Linked DNA regions of Mus musculus: region 2 is linked to region 1. The links are chromatin contacts, called in public Hi-C maps. All regions are on one chromosome and are shown on one strand. Each heading gives the region's core, a stretch centred on a gene start, on an enhancer-like site or on the middle of the called end of the contact. The rest is flanking DNA. Distances are from core to core; before and after follow the strand shown. Region 1 overlaps Tyw1 (tRNA-yW synthesizing protein 1 homolog (S. cerevisiae)). Region 2 holds the start of A330070K13Rik (RIKEN cDNA A330070K13 gene).

Region 1 (2,644 bases), core at 47-2,546:
CAAGACCCATGGTCCATCCGGTCCTCAAAAGTAGAGTACTGAGATGAGCGAGTCATACCATGGAAAGCATGGTGCCTTCCTGGCAGGGTGGGGAGGCACTCTAGAGGACAAAGGACATTCTTTTCCTTGTTGGTTGGTGGATTTTGATTTGGGGGGGGGGGTGTTTTGTTTTATTTTGTTTTGTTTGAGAAGGAGACACATGTAGCCCAGGCTGCCCTTGAATTTATTATGCACCCAAGGATGACCTAGAACTCCTGATCCTACTGCCTTCTCCTTCCCAAGTGCTCGGATTACAAGGTGCACCACCATGCCTGGTTTATGTGGTCTAGGGATAGAGCCCAGGGCTTCACGAACATGCCAGGCAAGCGCTCTCTGCTTTAACCACACCCTCAGGCTGACAGTCACTGAAGTTAAAGGATGCCCCTCTAAAGGCAAGCCAGGGTGGAGATGCCCGATGCAGCAGCTAAGAGGAAAGGGGCTTCAAGAATGGATGGACATACATGTACTTTGCAATTTACGAGGAGAAGGACAAGACGGGGGGGGGGGGGGGGGCGAGGGAAGGGAAGGGAGGGGAAGAAGAGGCAAAGAAGAACTAGAACTGTTTCTAAGCATTTCGGTTACAACATACAAATACCGAAGTCTTCTATATGTCTAAATGACACTGATAGATGCCCCCCTTTATCTCTTTCTCTGTCCCTGTGACCTCTTTTTTCAGTTTTATAAAACAGGGTCTCAAGCTCACCATCCTCTGCCAGTCTCCTGCTGGGATGATGGCAGTACACACAGACACCCAACCAATGAATCTATTCTGATGCCTCCAGTTAACTTCATGATATCATTGACCTTAGGAAAGAGCTGCGTCTGAAACCTTGGGAAGGGGGTGGGGTTTCTAGAGCCACCTTCTTAGTGGGCTCCAACCATGCAGGACAATGCAGCAGTGCGCACAGTAAGTCACTACATAAAACCATCATATCGCAAGCTCATGCCATCTGCCTACAGCAGGCTTTCAGTTGTGCACCCAAGGTCAGCAGTGCAGATTCCTGGAATCCTGTGAGAAACACACATTTGCCAGCCATGGTGGCCCACACCTGTCACCCCAGGCCTCAGGAGGCTGAAGCAGGAGGAGCAGTTCAAGGCCAGCCCGAGCTACACATCGAGACCCTCATCTCAAAAAAGAAAAAGAAAAGAAAGCAAGCAGAACGAGGAAAGACAAGGACTGTACATTCACAGGCCTCGGCTCGCTAGACTTCCTCTCCGGGAAGGAGCAGCAGTTGGTGTCTGAGCAGCCGCAGATGGTTCTGACTCACAGTAAAGTCTGGGGCCAGAGCTCCCAGTGGAGCCAAATCCGTGTAAGCATTGGGCAGAACTGAACTGGAAAGCTCGAAAATGAAGGACGGGGTTTCTGCTGCCTCACTGTGGGCCACGGGAAGGCATTTTATTAAGAGCACCGCACTTCTCATGGGGCAGTCATTCATAAAACCTTTTATAAATGGTTACTAAGGAGGCAACTCCACCTCACTAACCACTTGATTTTTGGTTTGGTTTGCTCATACATACATACATACATACACACACACACACACACACACACACACACATATACCTACATACATATTACCATTTTGATTTTTTAGGCAAGGACTCCCTATGTAGACCAGCCTGGCCTTTAAATTCAGAGATCCACCTGCCTCTGCCTCCTGAGTGCTGGGATTTAAGGTTTGAGCCCCCACATCTACCTTACTTATATCTTTAATTATGAGTATGGTGTGTGTCTGGGAGAGAAGGGGTATGTGCACATGAGTGTAGTGCCTGCAGAGGCCAGAAGAGGGCGCAGATCCCCAGAGCTGTGGAGATGGGGTTGTAAGCCACCTGAAGTGAGGGCTAGGAATAGAACTTTAGTAGCACACTCTAAACTGCTGAGCCCATCTCTCTACAGACCGAAGCCTCAGGTCCGTTCACAAAGCCACCTCATGCTTTCCAAGAAGCAACAGTAAAAGCGTTTAGGAATGACGGCTAGACGTCTCCAGGAGAAACTTACAAACTCAGTGCACCTCACACCAGGTGCTAAGCTTTGGCTGGCATTCTTTTTTTTTTTTTTTTTTTTTTTTTTGGTTTTTTGAGACAGGGTTTCTCTGTGTAGCCCTGGCTGTCCTGGGACTCACTCTGTAGACCAGGCTGGCCTTGAACTCAGAAATCCGCCTGCCTCTGCCTCCCAAGTGCTGGGATTTAAGGCGTGTGCCACCACTGCCCGGCCTTTGGCTGGCATTCTTAATTCTTCCACCTAGTGGAAACATACAAGCTAAAAGGGACACAGGGAGATGCACAGTGGTGCAAGAGGCATGGAGGTCCCTGTGTTCATAGATAAGCACGGGAACAACCAGGAAGGTTAAACACACAGCTGTCTCTTCAAAGGGGGTCATTGTTAACCTGTTTTCCTCCCAGAAGGTTGGGAACAGATGTGGTTAATAGCCTGGTGACCTCTGTGTCACCTTGTGGCCACACTGGCTCCTCCCCAGACCCATCTCATGAGCCTGGTTCCTCAGCTAATCTACAGACTCCGTCTTTATAGACGACGTCACCTGCACTTTACTAAGTTCCCATATCGCACTTCTGCAGCTCTCTTGTACGCACAGCAATGAGCTAA
Region 2 (2,644 bases), core at 53-2,552, 94 kb before region 1:
GTCCTTATGCTTTACAGGTGACGCTCCTCACCCAGCGGGTTTAAAAAGAAGTCACTGGGAGAAATCAGCAAAGGTGGTTTTCTTCCTAGATGCATCTCCCTGACAGAGGCTGACATCCAGGGGAATCCCTGTCCCAAGGCCAAGTGGACCCAGGGACCCGGCATTCAGAATAAAGAAGCAACCATCTTCAGGAAGCTGGCTGTCAGGGTCATCTCTGGAGAGATGGAAGCTGACTGACTTGGGTCTAGGCTGAGAGGAGAGGCTCACCCCAGAAGGAGGCTGTGGGGGCGGAAACAAATCAATGTAGAGTGTGTAGATGGATGTGTGCTCTGGGCCTGTGTACAATTTACAAGTGCAATGTGAAAAGAAAATAAATCTCCCTTCTCCCTCGCTCTCCCTCACTCTTTCTCTCTGCCAGGCTACAGCAGATTCCTAAATCAAAAACAAGTCTTTAGAAGAGAGCCTCAGACTGGGCTAGAAGTGAGTTTCCTCAAAAGGCAGCAGGGAAGGGGTGAGGGATCTTTGAGAACAGACAGCAAGCTTTTTTAAAAAAACAAAAACAAAAACAAACAAACAAACAAAAACCTGGCACTATTCAGAGTCTAGGGTATGGGGACAGGTGTTGACATGAGGCACCTCTGGGAGGATTTCTGGAGCAAAAGTTGTATGGGCTGCACAGCCATCTTCCATCTGAGTGGCAGGTCATGGGTTTCTTTCAGAAAAGCAAACTGAGTCAGGGTGACATCCTTTTTCATGATCACCAAGGGTCAAGGGACCCAGCCGGGAGAAAATGCTTTTGCACAAGCCAGAGCAGAGCTAAAGATGTTTTCCCCGCTTCTGCAGACCACCTGAGCAGCTAGGTGAAGCCAGCCAGGGCCAAAACCAACAAATGAGGACCACCCTCCAGAGCACCCCTTCCCCTCCCCTTCCTTCCCTCCAAAGCCCAGGGAATCAAGACTTGATTTGTCTCAACTAGCTCCTGAGCTGGGGAGGGGACCGGAGAGGAAGAAGAGGGAAAGAGGGAAGCCAGGGGGCCAGGCAGCGTCCATGCAGTTAGTGTCTTATTGATTTAGAGCCACAGGAGCCAGCAGCGGCAAGGACCATACCTCCTGCTGATCTCGGGAGAAGTGCTCCAAAATCCATGGCTGTGGAGTTGGGGGAGAGTCGCTAAGCCATCTGAAGGAACAGAGCACTGCAGCTCCTCAGCCTGATGGGCCAGGGCGAGCTTTAATTAACAGGGTCTGATGCCTCTTCTTTTTTGGTAACTGAGCAGATTTAAAGGGCTAGAGACCCAATTTGAAGGGTGCTGCTGCCTGCTGCTGCTGCCACTCGCTCGGGCTGCTGCTGTGGCTGCTCCTGGCTGCTGCGCTCGGCTGCTGGAAAAGCTTCCTGCAGATTGCTAGTTCCAGTGAGGAGATGGAGCCAGGAGGACAGGAAATGGGGCTCTGTTTGTGCAGGGTCTCTTGGGATCTGAGGTTGGGAAACTGGACCACGGTACCAAGCACAGCCCACGCCAGTGAGTACCAACGTCCTGCCTGCTGTCCTCTTTGGCCAGGGAGAAGGGCTGCACTAGAGGGGGGCAGGCAGGTAGCATCAAGGGCACCCTGTCCCCACATGAGCCTGGACAGGACGCTGGTCAGGGAGAGTGGGAGGGAGTTTCTGTTCTGAGAGGGTTGCTTGAGCATGGTCACTGTAGAATGTGCACATTCATATACAAGCCTGCCCTTGCACACACTTGCATGTCCATGTACACACACACACACACACCTGTGCACAGACACTTATACGTGGCTAGAAAGAAGGCTCATCTGTTAAAGATAATATCTATCCAAAAAAGATAGATATCTATGTGTATACACACCAGTCCATGTAGATGTGCCTGTGTACACATGCAGGTCTAATCACACACATACACACACACATACACACACACACACACACACACACACACACACACACACACTCATATACATAACGTGCCTACTTGAGTATACACTCACAACCTCTTGCATACAAAACGTGCCTCCCCACCACCTTCCAATACCAGGCTTATGTCCTCTACACCTATAGTAATGTGACCAAGAAAATCTGTGACATCAGGCATGGTCAAGAGAGTAGCCAGGAGTTAGATGTCCACAGAGAAGGAACACGTTGTGTAAAATTTTTGCTGCGTTCCTGAGTCCTTGCTGCTTCTGAAAGACCACAGACCTTGTTGAAAACCATCTTAACTTAAAAAAAAAAAAAAAGATGGGTTTTATTTTTACTTTATGTGACTGTCTGTGTATGTGCATGCACACGCACATGCATGAGTGCAAGTGTGCACAGTGCCTGCAAAGGCTGGACGAAGGCGCTGGAGCCCTTGGAGCTAGAGTTCCAGGAGGTTGTGAGTTCTTCCCAAGGTGGGTGCTGGGACTTCCAGAAGAGCAGAACGCACAATTAGCTGCCAAACCACCTTTCCAGCTCCGGGAACTACATAATGGTTGAGATTATCACAGCGGAGACCCTTTGACATGAAACCTTTTCCCCTGCTCCTGCTAAGGCAGCCACTGGCCTCTCTGTAGTCTTCTCCGTGGCCACTCCATGCCTCAGCCTCCTCCATTTCTTTAGTCAGTTCGTTTCGTGGCACCTTACCAGGCACTTTGTG

What was found. A called contact is a pair of places that touch in the nucleus more often than the background predicts.
Region 2: a contact with region 1 is called in a Hi-C map of cerebral cortex, with 1.9 times the contacts expected there. The contact joins the promoter of A330070K13Rik here to the enhancer-like site in region 1. A contact is called at or near these places in 2 of 39 promoter capture datasets (hippocampal neurons and liver), 4 of 484 Hi-C or Micro-C datasets (the HL-1 cell line, cerebral cortex, nephron progenitors and 1 more) and 1 of 9 other capture datasets (pancreatic islet).

What each region holds. Positions count from the first base shown.
Region 1 is chr5:130,289,628-130,292,271 of GRCm38.p6, reverse strand. All of the region lies in intron 11 of Tyw1 (tRNA-yW synthesizing protein 1 homolog (S. cerevisiae)), which reads right to left. Among named protein-coding and RNA genes, the nearest start is that of Tyw1, 34 kb to the right of the region's middle. Within about 2 kb of position 1,296, at least 13 of the 459 cell types and tissues checked have an H3K27ac peak or open chromatin away from gene starts, as enhancers often do. A contact at or near this core is called in cerebral cortex and hippocampal neurons, where this site is marked.
Region 2 is chr5:130,383,289-130,385,932 of GRCm38.p6, reverse strand. It overlaps A330070K13Rik (RIKEN cDNA A330070K13 gene), which reads left to right and starts at 1,302. Exons shown (of 3, transcript NM_198665.2): 1 at 1,302-1,516. The coding sequence starts at 1,417. It also overlaps a transcript of Caln1 not described here.